Linked DNA regions of Zea mays: region 1 is linked to region 2. A link is a contact called in public Hi-C data. All regions are on one chromosome and are shown on one strand. The core of a region is the stretch at or near the end of the contact, and the rest is flanking DNA. Distances in the headings are between cores, read along the strand shown. Region 1 has its middle 9.1 kb from the start of LOC103638479. Region 2 holds the start of LOC542316 (enolase 2).

Region 1 (6,423 bases), core at 3,163-5,662, 130 kb before region 2:
ACCATCGGTCGTGGTGTTAGATGCCATTATCCAAGTTAGGATAATAATTGCGGGTACACAGGGTAGGTAGATTGAATAGAGTTTTGCTTTGCTTTTGGAATGAATGAGTTAGGCAACCTATCACATAGGCTAGGTCGTGGTTTCACTGATGAGTGGGTCAAATATACCTATTTAGGTTTAAAATTCATTCATATGAATATGGTATAATCTATGTTACCAGTATTAACTAACTTGTTTGAGTAACACCCTTTAGATTGGATCATATTATATTAGGTAGGGTCTAGATTAGATTGGGTCTAACTAGATTAGACTAATTTAAGTTAGATAGATCTACCAGGCTAGATTATGTATTATTAATATGTGTTAGAATCCTTTGAGATATGATGAATTATATAGTGTAGGTAAGTCAGAATCTTTGTCAGGTTAAAACAGAGGGGTTGTGCAAGTATCTGATGGTTAAGGTAGTCGCATATAGTTAGGTAGTTGTATGTGGTCTAGTTAATCTAGAGCACCAATTTAGGTTAAAACATGCTTATAGAAGTAGGGTACTAGTGTAATGTCTGTCCATTAGATTAGATCTGATCTGATTAGATGGGGTCAGAATTAAATTAGTGTAATCAGATTAGACTAGATAAGATCTACTTAATTTATTTTGGAATAGATCATATGTGTTACACTATTTTGAGATAAGCAAAGTGGTGGGGATAAGTATGCTTATTAGGACAAGATGAATCTCTAATAATTAGATAGAATCTTTTGAGATTAGTTAGATCTATTAGGATAAGCTAAAATCTTTTCAAGATAAGATGAATCTATTAAGGTAAGAAAGAATCTTTTAAGTTAAGATGGATCTTTTTAAGATAAGAGAGTCTTTTAAGATAAGATAGAATCTTTTAAGATAAGATGGATCTATCTGACTTATTCTAGTGGGGAATATTCTTAGTTGATCTAGTTTATCTTATAAACAATTTATGAGGATAACTTTTTTTGTAACATAGGATGAATCTATTAGGATAAGCTGGAATCCATTAAGTTAAGAGGGGTCCATTAATGTGTATCTATTTTAAATAGATCCCTCTTTAATGGAGGATAATCTAAGTTGTTTAGTTATCTCATGAATTTTATTTATTTATATTTATACCTATACGTATATGCAGATGTAATTGTGGACATCACTCCACAACTCATCACACTCAATCAAAGATCCAAATCGAACAAATATCACAAGAACAAACACTCAAGCGTATAGATACCTATAAAAATAGTTTTGTTTTTGTTCCTAAGAGTAGGTCTATTATTCCTAAAGGTCTTTTTAGGCACAGGATTTCAAAGTGTGAAATCCACTTTTGTCTTTAGAAGGAACATGTAAGAATAATCAGAGTAAAGTGGAAATAGATGAGAAAAGATTAAGATAAGTTTAGGAAAGAATCAGAGTAGCAAATGTAAGGTTAATCAGAGTAGAACAGTAGAAGGTGAGACAGGATCAAGAAAAGTATTAGAAAGAATCGGAGTAAGATAAGTAGGTAATGGTTATGTCCATTTCTATCTAGGTTTGTCCTACAGTCAACATTCCTCTGATACCACTTCTGTCACACCCGGATTTAACGGGCACCAAGACCCAGGCGCGAACATAATCACCAGGTGTGCTGGGACCAAGTCTCACACATATGATGAATCATGGCATAGGATCAAATGTCACATCTTTACTATATAATAGGAGTTCTGTACAAAATAAATAAATAATTTACATTATAAGGAGACAACGGTCCAGCAACCCAAAGATCCATCTTATCTTGACCTGTGGGGGTGTGAGACAGCAAGAGTGAGCTCGCATACGTTCATAACTCAACAAGTTGTGGGGAATAATGTGCATGAACTCGCCAAAGGTGGGAGCTCATGTGAAGTGTAAGGCTTACCAAAGAGGGTGGTTAGAGCTGAGCATTGCTTTTAAAGTTGGTCAAAATTTTATTAGCAGTTACTAAGTATAAGTAAATACCAACCCAATTAAGTAGTAGAATAAAAGTAACAACATCACCTGCGATGCAATGCATATGACAAATTGAATTTAGTTCCATAAATTAATCATGTGAGTGTCCGAGCTGCTCATGACCGTGAGCACAGCTGATATACCCGTGTTACACTCTGTAGAGGTTGCACAACTTTACCCACAAGTCATGTTACCCATCTGCCAAGAGAAGGCCACTCCCATACACCTCTACCGAGGAGGCAAGGTAGAGTAACACTACGAGGCCTTTACAAAGTTCCACTAGCTTCAGAAAACTCGCTACAGTTTCTAGGAAGCTCCAATGCAGGGATCCCTCGCCTGACCTCTATCGCAGCAAAATCAACCCAAGGACCTCCCTACACTGACCACTCCCCTACTGCCCTTGCCCCTTTCGGGTAAGGTAGTCCTCCATTAGCTTTCCTAATTAGTCAGCCAAGGGCGTCTCATACCACCCTTGTGGTAGCATTGTTTTCCTGGGTGGTTCTCCATGTTCCAATTAACATAATGATCTTAACATGAACAGTAAATAACAACAGATAACAAATTATAATCATGAATAATATGTATCTCTATACCCAAAACCACATAAAGCAATAGCAGGTACTACCCAAGAATTCAGTGGTAAACAAGGTATAAAGATAGTCAAAATATGGTAACCTATTGGGTCCCATCAAAATTAACATATGCAGATCATTATGATTAATCAGAACATGACTGGGTAAAAAGAAGTGATCAAGGACACAACTTACCTGGCACTTGAGATTCTAGGTACCAAGATGATTCTTCAGATCCTCGTGACCTCATTGCTAGTCGTAGCAATACAAACAAACATGTTATAGATAAAATTAACATCACACCAAACATAAGTACAAACTAAATAAAAATGATATACGCGAAGATACGAGATCGCGGGTTCGAGAACCACTAAAATCGGAGTTATAGATTTTAATTTATGAATTTCTAAAGATTCCATGTGTTTTGTACAAGATTAAATGGGATATAAATTTTAATGTGACTTTCATGTCAAAACAGTGGTACTAACTGATAAACAATAATATTAAAAAATTATAGGAACTGGAATGAACTGAAAAGAAGCTAAAATGAATTTTATATGAATTTTACAAGTTTCTATAATTATTTTGTGTTGAAAATCAATTTATGATATTATTTATCTGGTTTCCTTATTCTCAGGCCACGCATCAAAATCCAGAGAGTCGGGGGTTTAATCTGCAAAACCCTGCAGACTCAGAACACAGTGGGGGTACTGCGAGTTTATTGTCTAATTCATCAGGGGCTCTTTAGTAAGATGTACCCGCGAAGGGGTACGCAAGAAATCTGGCCATCGGATCCTCACTGGACGACCCAGATTAGATCGGCCACCACACTGAATCGGTACGCTACGCATACCCTCAGATCTAGATCCAACGGATCAAATTAGATCTAACCCATCTGAACCGGTACTCAATCGCTACCGTTGGATCCCACATCGACGCACCCGATATAAAACACTGAGATCTAATCCTGTCCGCACAATCTTCGATCGACGTCGTGGTTGGTTGCATGAAAGGGGTAGGTGACAATCTAATCTCCACCTTTCCTTCGCGGATCTGCGACGCACGCGTTTCTTCCTCCCAATGACGCCAGGCGGCGGCGCCGCGCTCTACCCGGCGGAGCCCCCACCGGCGATCACGGAACTGGTGTTCTGGCGCTCAACCACTCCTTCTAACATGTGCTACATGAAGCAGATATCAACGGGAACAACAACAATGGGATTTCATCGCGGTCGTACGGCCTAACGTCCCTGCCCACAGCGGAGCTATCACCGGAATTCCCCAAATTCGAACTCCGTGCAAACTACTCGAGTGCCAAACGACCTACACGCAGAGGAATACATGACGTGGTACCTTTCGGACAGAAACGACAGGGACATAGCCGGCCGCGGTAAGGTGTGGATGGCGGAATACGCCCGATCACCGGCGACGAACTCCAAGGGTACTGCGAACCCGCGCGCACCACAATTCTTCTACCACTCACCACACGCCCGGCCAAGCACCCACAAATGGTCACCGGTGTCCCAATGCCGGTGGACGAGCAGGCCCACGACGGCGGACCTTCGCCCACCCCCATGGTCCCTGCAGCGGCGTCCCTAATGCTTATGTGTGGCGCAAGAAGATGAGAGGAGAGGGGAGAGAGAGGAGAGAGAGGAGATCGCGAGGGCCCGGCTGGTTAAATAGGGGCGAGGGCACGTGATTGCGGCGGCCGGCAGAAGACCTGCGATTCCCACGGTGTGCGCAGAGAAATTCTCGCGTTCTGTTTCAGGAAAGGGAACGAGCTGACATGGATGGTCCACACGGCAGTGATTGCACAACAGCACGCATACTCCAGTGAGCGACTGACCACGCGGCCCCACGCGTAGGTGACACCATGGAAGAGAAATGAGCTGGGGCGCGGCGGTGGAGGTTGGGAATGGGCCTAAAACGAGGTAGCAGGCCCAGCAGGGTTTTACTCTTTTTCTTATTTCATTTTGAGTTACAAATTTCAAATTTAAATCCGAGTTATGTTTTCAAAATTCTATTTTAATGCACAATGAAATCTCCAGCCTGCGAAATTTTTAGTTTATTCATATTTAATTATTTCATTCCTTTAATTAAGTGCTCCAAAACAAATAATAAAGAGTAACTCCTATTTAATCTTCAAATTTGTTTCTAGTTCCAAGTTCAAACCTGCTGAAACTTTTTGTTTTGAATTTCCAATTCCCATTCTCAAATATAAACTTAATGTGAATATATGTTCTACTGTTTATAATATTATTATTTATTCATTTCTCCATTATTTATATATGAAAAGGTCTTAAATGACTTCATTAAAATTTCTTTCCTCAATTTCTATTTTATGTTTTCATTCAAAGTTTTGAGGCCAAGTTTAAATTATGACTCCTTATTTCAATAGAATGTGCCACCCCAAATCTATAAGTATGAGATGCCCATTTTTATATGAATATTTTAATTCCTTAAGTTGATTACGAACAAGGAATGTCAAAGATTTTAACAATTTTTAGGAACACTATCATTTTTATTTCTTTATTTTGTTATTTTATGATACATATATTCTTCTACCAAATTTATGTCTTACATCGTGTTACCCATTTGCCACGGTGTTGATCGGACCCCATACACCTCTTCCAAGGAAGCGAGGCAGGGTACCACTACGAGGCCTTTACAAAGTTCCACTAGCTTCAGAAAACCCGCTACAGTTTCTAGGAAGCTCCAATGCAGGGACATCTCACCTGACCGCCATCGCAGCGAAATCAACCCAAGGGCCTCCCTACACTAACCACTCCCCTACTGCCCCTGCCCCTTTCGGGTAAGGTAGTCCTCCACTAGCTTTCCTAATTAGTCAGCCAAGGGCGTCCCATAACAATTGATAATAAAAGTATGATAATGAATAATGTGTATCTCCATACCCAAAACCACATAAAGCAATAGCAGGTACTACCCAAGAATTCAGTGGTAAACAAGGTATAAATATAGTCAAACTAGGGTAACCTATTGGGTCCCATAAAAATTAACCTATGCAGATCATTATGATTAATAAGAACATGAGTGGGTAAAGAGAAGTGATCAAGGGCACAACTTGCCAGGGACTTGAGATTTCATGTACCAACTTGCTCTTTAGATGACACATGTCCTCACTGCTAAACGTAGCAATACAGACAAACATGGTATAAGCAAAATTAACATCACACCAAATATAAGAATAAGATGTGTAATAATAATCTACGCGTCTTAACGAGATCGTGGGAACAAGAATCACTAAATTCGGAGTTACGATTATTAAGTTATGAATTTATGAAGTTATTAAGCACTTAGAATAGATTAATCAAATGAACAATTTTATTTCAAATGAACAAAACTAGTTGATAGACAATATTAATACAAAATTATTGCAACTGGAATGGGTCAATTTGGAGCTAAAATGGATTTTCTAGGAATTACACAAGTTCTAGAATTATTTTTGTGCTAGAAAAGTATTTTCTATATTGTTTTTCCTACTTTCTTAAGTCACTAGACTAGGCACATAATTATCAGGCAACACAAGGTCACTGTTATAAAATTCTGGGCCTAGTTGTAACACTTCTTTGAATTATGATGGACGGCGGGTTGATTTCCCATAAACAGAGGGGTTCTTTAGAAAAAAGGGTTCTGCAAAGGGGTACGCGTGAATCTCGGCCGTCCGATCTGGTTTCTAGAGCCCAGATTAGATTTAGCATACGCTTAATCGGTACTCGTTGGTGGTCATTGGATTCGTGATCTACGGTCGTTAATTCATGAGGCGAAGGGGTAAGCTGTTCTAATCCTGCGCGTTCATTCGCAGATCAACGACCACCGATCAACCATCGCCAGATCCGATCGGAGCCG
Region 2 (7,050 bases), core at 1,009-3,508:
CAAGAGACACCAAGTTGTGGTGATCCTTGTAGTGGACTTAGTGTCCCATTTGATTGAAGAGAAAGGCTCACTCGGTCTAGGTGACCGTTTGAGAGAGGGAAAGGGTTGAAAGAGACCCGGTCTTTGTGACCACCTCAACGGGGAGTAGGTTCGCAAGAACCGATCCTCGGTAAAACAAATCACCGTGTCATTCTCTCTTATTCGCTTGTGATTTGTTTTCGCCCTCTCTTTCGGACTCGTATTTAATTCTAACGCTAACTCGGCTTGTAGTGTGTGATTAAGTTTGTAAATTTCAGTTTTGCCTATTCACCCCCTTTAGGCGACTTTCAGTAGTGTAGTGGTAGCTACGAGCACATTTGCTTAAGTGGCCTCGGGTTTGAATCCCCTAAGGGCCATTTATGTTTTTTAATTTAGTTTTAGCTAGGTGTGCGATGTATATGGGAATGGGCTTTGCGGGGATGGGAGAATGAAAAAGGCAACAAGGAATGAGAATGATAGAACAGAGAGTAGTGGCAGAACATGAGAATGGACTGTGCGGGGAGGGGAATGAGAATGGTAGAACGGGGAAGGAGGGAATGGGAATGACAGAACACGGAATGGCAGCAATATATATAATAGGTGAGTGCCCGTGCGTTGCAACGGGAACATATAATATCATGATAACTTATATACAAAATGTGTCATACATAAATTTTGTTATTTTAATTCAGTTGTTTCACTACTACATTGCAACCATCAGTATCATGCAGACTTCGATATATGCCACGATTTGCATGGTCTTATCATTGAAGAGCACGTGCCACACCTGCCGGTAGAAGTTTCCTCGTTAGTCATCAAACATGCACCACCATACACGCTTGCTTAAATAAAAAGGCAAGTGTGTGTGTTGCGAAGAGAATTAAAGACATGCCGGCACAAAAGCTACCCCGACGATAAAGAGTGGTCATTGTTGTCGGTCCTCCTCTGCGTCACCTTCAGCGCCGAGATGACACCACAATCCTTGATATAGTAGTCGTCGAACGCGCGCGACATGGCGAGTACCGATGACTCTTGGCTGGGCTGCCAAACGAAGTGCACCCTGTGCTCATTAGTGAGGTAGTACACCTAGCCGTTGCACCACCGGATGTGCTACTCCTCTACATACATCTTGTTTGAGGACACTCACACAATGTCAGCAACGACCCTCGTCCCAGCGCACAAGAATTCATGGCCGGTGAGTAGCGACTTACGTGGCAGGTCGGGCTTCAGGTGGATGATGAGCTGGACGGCGTGATGGCGCCGTCGTCGGATGCGGTGCCCAGAACAACACGAGAGTCGCCGGCGTTGGCGACGACCATGAGGTCCCCCTGTTTGACGATGGAAAGCACGGTGCAACCGCTCTGGACCGTGTTCAAGCGGCGGCTGCGCTGGAGGTTGCCGTACATAGCGACGCATACGGCCACGTAGGACTGCTTCGAGAGGTCGAACTGACAGTCGCCAAGCTTCTTCTCATCGTCGATGAGCGACGCCAACGCGAGCGCCTCCTGCTAGTGGTGTTTGTTCGGGGTTTCCAAGTAAGAAACATGGATTCATTTTTGACGTTGGTTTATAAAAATGACTCAAAGTCAGATCCATGAAAAAATATTACGGAGAAAAATGTCACACATGCAAAAAAAAGAATTTAAGTTGAAAACATTATTCAAACAAAAGGAATTGCATGCAAAGCTCTTCTTAAAATACTACTCCCTCCATCCAAAAATATAAGTCAAGAATCTCGGTGATACTTATCTATTGCTACACATGTGCAATGGTAGCAGGTGGGCTTCGTGAGAGATGTAGTAGATGTTTTTATTATAATAGATGTAGATATAAACACACATGTAGTGTAGTGGTAGCCAAGTGGTCTCGAGTTCGAATCCCCTTAGGGCCATTTATGTTTTTTAATTTAATTTTAGCTAGGCGTGGAATGTATATGGAAATGAGAATGAGTTTTGCGGGGACGGGAGAATGAGAAATGCAACAAGGAATGAGAATGACAGAACAAAAAATAGTGGCAGAATATAAGAATGGACTGTACGGAGAGGAGAATGAGAATGGTAGAACGCGAAAGGAGGGAATAAGAATGACAGAACACGAAATGATAGACTATCCTTAGTGTCTTAATAAGTAGTACATATGTTGGACTAAAGGCCCCAAGAGTAACAGAGCGTTAGGTATGTATCTTCTTACATAGCATTTCTTTATTTAATTGACCTAGTGAGTACTAGTGAGTATTGCACTAACTCTAATCGGTTAATTCAGGATTATCCGAATCCGAATCCAATTTTCCGGTACCCAAATTTTTAGATACTTATTTTGGATACAATTCATCATATATCTACTTTCAAAACTCAAATTTTGCAAAATTGAGTTACCTGACCTAATTTTTTTTTAACCCGAATGTCCACACCTCGTTCGGTAGGTCCCACTTTAGGGCGCCAGTCTATAAAAAACGGCGGTCTGCCCTAAAGCCCTCTCTCCCAAAGCCATCTTCCTTCCGCGGACTAGTTTTTTCTGAAGATTCGGCGATGGCGGCGACGATCCAATCCGTGAAGGCGCGCCAGATCTTTGACAGCCGCGGCAACCCTACAGTCGAGGTGCGGACCTGCTGGCTTATCCACCCCGTATCTACTTCTATCTGGTCGGATCGGATTGGTCCATCTCGCCACGGTGTTGTCATATTGCGCGGCTGGCTGATCTCGCTACAGGATTTGGGTTTCTGGAATATTTTTTAAATTAAAAGTGGACAAATTTTAGACCGTTTAAATGTTGAGGGTTTGAGGGTTTTACGTGGTGGGTAGGATGTAGATCCGTGGAACTGGGCGATGTGTATTGTAGTCTCTTCGGTTTCGTATCGAAGTACTCTCTCTCTGCTAAAATATTAGTCATTTTCAAACATTCTTTCCAATTAACTTCGACCAAATTTATAAAAAAATAAAAAATAATATTTATAGTATATAATTGGTATCATTAGATAGGTCTTAATCTATTTTCATAAATAAACTTATTTGGAGATACAAATATTGCTAATATTTTCTACAGATCTAGTGAAATTTAAGAAATTTTTACTGGCACGAATACCGTAATGACCACTATTTTGGGACGGGGCAGAGGGAGCAGTAAGGATGAATGATGTTACTGAACTTGGTTGGTCTCTGGTACGGTATTCTGTCCCCACTTGTCACCTGTTTGCGAGATACAGCAGATTATGTTATCTTTACTGTCAGTTCGAAATGATTCTTTCTTTCTGGGTAGTTATGGTCCATGCTTTTGACTAAAAAACTGCATTAAAATTTGCCAATTTATTGTATAATTGATTCAGTTTTCTTCCATTGTTGTGCCAAAATGAAACGTGTTGGACAATTTTGGTTAAATCTGTAAGCTGGATAGCTAATATTATTAGTTTTATCATTGTATTTATGCCCCAGGTCGACGTGTTTTGCTCAGATGGAACCTTTGCAAGGGCAGCTGTTCCCAGTGGAGCATCAACTGGTGGGTTATTTTGGAATAATATTAGTAGTGTTCAGGTTACTCATTTGCTTTTGCTTTACATCTTTCCATGTTTTGAGCATATCCTCTAATCCTTAAGGTCTATCTTATGTCTTGCAGTAGCTGATAGTGATGTTGTCCTGTTTACAGGTGTATATGAAGCTCTGGAGTTGAGGGATGGTGGCTCTGACTATTTGGGGAAGGGTGTCTCCAAGGTTTATCTTATAGCTGACTGCTTGTTATTAATTAATAACTTAATTTGATCTTCTGTTGTAAAGATTATGTTAACTGTAGAAATAATCTGCTCACCTCTTGCAAGTCTCTGCACGCACATATGTTTCTAGTTATGTATGCTAAGTTATTAACATTGGTTACTATTGAAATCTAGGTATTTAGCTGCTTGTAGTGATTTGATCAATGACCCATGCAGTGGTCTATCCTAAGTTTACAGCTAGGTGTGCACTGTCATATTTTGTTTTGTAAGCTAAAACTTGTATCTAGAGCGCCTACTTATTTTCTCAGTTTCTTTGTGGTTTGATTTGCCATATTGATCCTATGTTCTCTATTACAAATAGAGTACTTGTGGCGTTCTGTTTTACTTCTCGGTTCCAAACTATAAGACATTTTGATTTTTCTAGATACATTGTTTTTACCATTCATCTAGTCTAAACAGTGTACATCTAAGTGCATAGCAGAAATATGTACCCAGAAAACCAACATGTCATAGTTTGGAATGGAGGGAGTAGCTTTGTTATGAGCAGAAAAAAATCAAATAGATTGACATCACAAGATTGGTGCTACTAGATTCATCACGCTAGACTGATGTTTACCTATAACATGATTAATATTGACTGATCATTGGACAAATTGTCCTAGTTGCAGGTCCATATCGTCTGAATGATAGACATAAGTGTCTTAACATAATCATGTACACCTTGTGTATTTGGCTGAAAATGGTCGGTAACCATGTCTTGTATGGAAATGATCCTCAGTCCATTGGGAACTCACCATATTTACAGTTGAAACTATTTAGAGACTATCAAAATGGTGCTTATAGAAATTAGATAATCAAAACTTTGGAAATGGTCATAAATGATGTTACCTTTTTTTTTCAGAAATGATTCCTGGTAAATGGGATCTTCAATTTCCGTGTTCATCCCTAGTTGTCGAGGTGGTCTTAACATGCGTTTAAGTGAACACTTCAGATGATATATTTTAATAGATATTGCTAGACAAAGGGCATGTTTGGTTTGTGGCTAAATGTGCCACACTTTGCCTAAGGTTAGTCGTCCGAATTGAATAACTAACCTTAGGCAGAAAAGTTAGGCAAAGTGTGGCAATTGAGGTAACGAACCAAACATGCCTAAAGTGCCATAATGAAACGTGTGCTGATATCATAGCACACATGCCTTTTAAACCACATCAATGCATGCCTTTTACAATCCGTTCGGAAGCTATTATTAGCAGCCGAACGGAGGCTGCAGCTTTTCTGATTCTATGACACAAATTACTGTGAAAAACGCTGCAGCAACGGCCGGCAAAATACCAGCCAAACGGATTCTTAGGCATTATCTTTCCCAAAATTATTCATAATTGGTAGCTGAAATCAATGGCCTGCATACCTGCCTTTTTAAAATAATGTTTTACAAGGAATTAAGCAAGTATGTCAATGGGTATTTAAGGTCATTCATGATTTGATAAACTTCAGTTTTTGTAATAAATCAATCGAACCTTTGCCAAGGCTCTGTTTGGTTTGTGTCCCCTAGTAGTTGTGCCAAACTTTGGTCAAGGCCAAGACAATTTGGACAGGTTCAGAATAAATGACATTGGATGGCAACCATGCCAAGTCTTGCCACGATTGTCATATCAATAATTTTCTCCTCATTGAAAGCCCTGTTGGATAAAATTACAAGGAATACCATCAAGAAAGCTAATCGCAAATCAGACATACCTTTGACTGATGGTATTATTTGAAGTTTTATAATCCAAGAATTTTGAACTGCATGCAACCAATGTGTGTCTGCCACCTCACCTGTGGGAAACAGTGGTGGCCTGGCCAAATCAGCTTGATATGCAACCAAACAGCAGCCAAGTCCTGCTGCTGGCCAAACATTTGACTTGGCTCACATTGGCCCATAACCATGCCCAAATTTCCATAGAACAAATCAGCAGAAATACAATTTATATTCCAGAACATGAGTTGCAATTGTAAATCTTGGTACCTGTACAATGCTGCAAACATGAATATTGTAGCATTTTGCTAAATTCATTCTTTACTTGTTTAACTTATCCTTTTTCTCTCAGGCTGTGAACAATGTGAATTCTGTTATTGGACCTGCTCTGATTGGCAAGGTTTGCAACCGGTTCCCTCGTTCTATTCTTATAGTCTCTCGTTCTATTCTTATAGTCTCTCGTTCTATTCTTATAGTCATTATTAAACGCGGTATTCATTGCTTATATCCCGTTTGGTCTGCAGGACCCTACAGCACAGACTGAGATTGATAACTTCATGGTTCAACAACTTGATGGGACCAAAAATGAGTGGGGATGGTGCAAGCAAAAGGTATTATCTAATCCAAGTGTATGAAACCGTGGAAGTGAAAGAACTCTTCTTTTTTCCAGTTGCAGAATTGTTGTTTAACAGTTGGCTTTCATGATTTGTATATCCAGCTTGGTGCTAATGCGATTCTGGCTGTGTCATTAGCTGTTTGCAAAGCTGGGGCTAGCATCAAGAGGATTCCTTTATACCAGGTTCCTATCTTGCTTTATTAGTAGTACTCTTAGTTTATTCAGTTTTAACTATTTAATCTCTTATTAATTTTTTATATTTTGTAATTGCAGCACATTGCCAACCTAGCTGGGAACAAGCAGTTAGTGTTGCCTGTCCCTGCATTCAATGTCATCAACGGTGGTTCCCATGCTGGAAACAAGCTTGCTATGCAGGCAATACCCTCAACCAAGATTTAACATTCTTTCTTGTTTGAGTTTTTTCGCATTATGTTTATGCTCTTTCCATGGATGCAGGAGTTTATGATCCTTCCTACTGGAGCTGCCTCATTTAAGGAGGCTATGAAGATGGGTGTTGAAGTTTATCACCACCTGAAGGCATTTGCCTCGTATATCTTGTTTGTCCTTTTCTTTTTGTAGTGTCAAAGTATCATAATTTGATATCTTTTGTTGTTCCTTACAGTCCGTTATCAAAAAGAAGTATGGGCAAGATGCCACGAATGTTGGTGACGAAGGTGGTTTTGCTCCGAACATCCAGGTTAGTTTCTGATTTCACAGTTGGGGACATCTGTTTTTTTATTTGTTTCACTTTACTGGAACATTGGTCTTTATGTAGGTAAAACTGAAAACGATGTTTTGTTATGAGAGTTAATCTGTTTCAATTTCCTGATACTAGGAGAACAAGGAAGGACTTGAGCTCTTGAAAACTGCAATTGAGAAGGCTGGATACACTGGCAAGGTTCACCAGATATTTGTTTTGTTCAGTATTCACCTGAGACTTGAAGTTTGTCATATGTTTTTCTTATCTCTATCTGA

The links. A called contact is a pair of places that touch in the nucleus more often than the background predicts.
Region 1: a contact with region 2 is called in a Hi-C map of endosperm, with 2.9 times the contacts expected there. The contact joins the enhancer-like site here to the promoter of LOC542316 in region 2. A contact is called at or near these places in 4 of 25 Hi-C or Micro-C datasets (ear, endosperm, leaf and 1 more).

What each region holds. Positions count from the first base shown.
Region 1 is chr1:127,263,055-127,269,477 of Zm-B73-REFERENCE-NAM-5.0, reverse strand. No RefSeq gene overlaps it. Among protein-coding and RNA genes, the nearest start is that of LOC103638479, 9.1 kb to the right of the region's middle. Within about 2 kb of position 4,412, at least 17 of the 20 cell types and tissues checked have an H3K27ac peak or open chromatin away from gene starts, as enhancers often do. A contact at or near this core is called in ear, endosperm, leaf and 1 more, where this site is marked.
Region 2 is chr1:127,128,817-127,135,866 of Zm-B73-REFERENCE-NAM-5.0, reverse strand. It overlaps LOC542316 (enolase 2), which reads left to right and starts at 2,258. Exons shown (of 18, transcript NM_001401213.1): 1 at 2,258-2,309; 2 at 2,441-2,615; 3 at 3,447-3,510; 4 at 3,658-3,722; 5 at 5,812-5,859; 6 at 5,984-6,070; 7 at 6,178-6,258; 8 at 6,349-6,450; 9 at 6,532-6,612; 10 at 6,698-6,772; 11 at 6,911-6,973. The coding sequence starts at 2,547.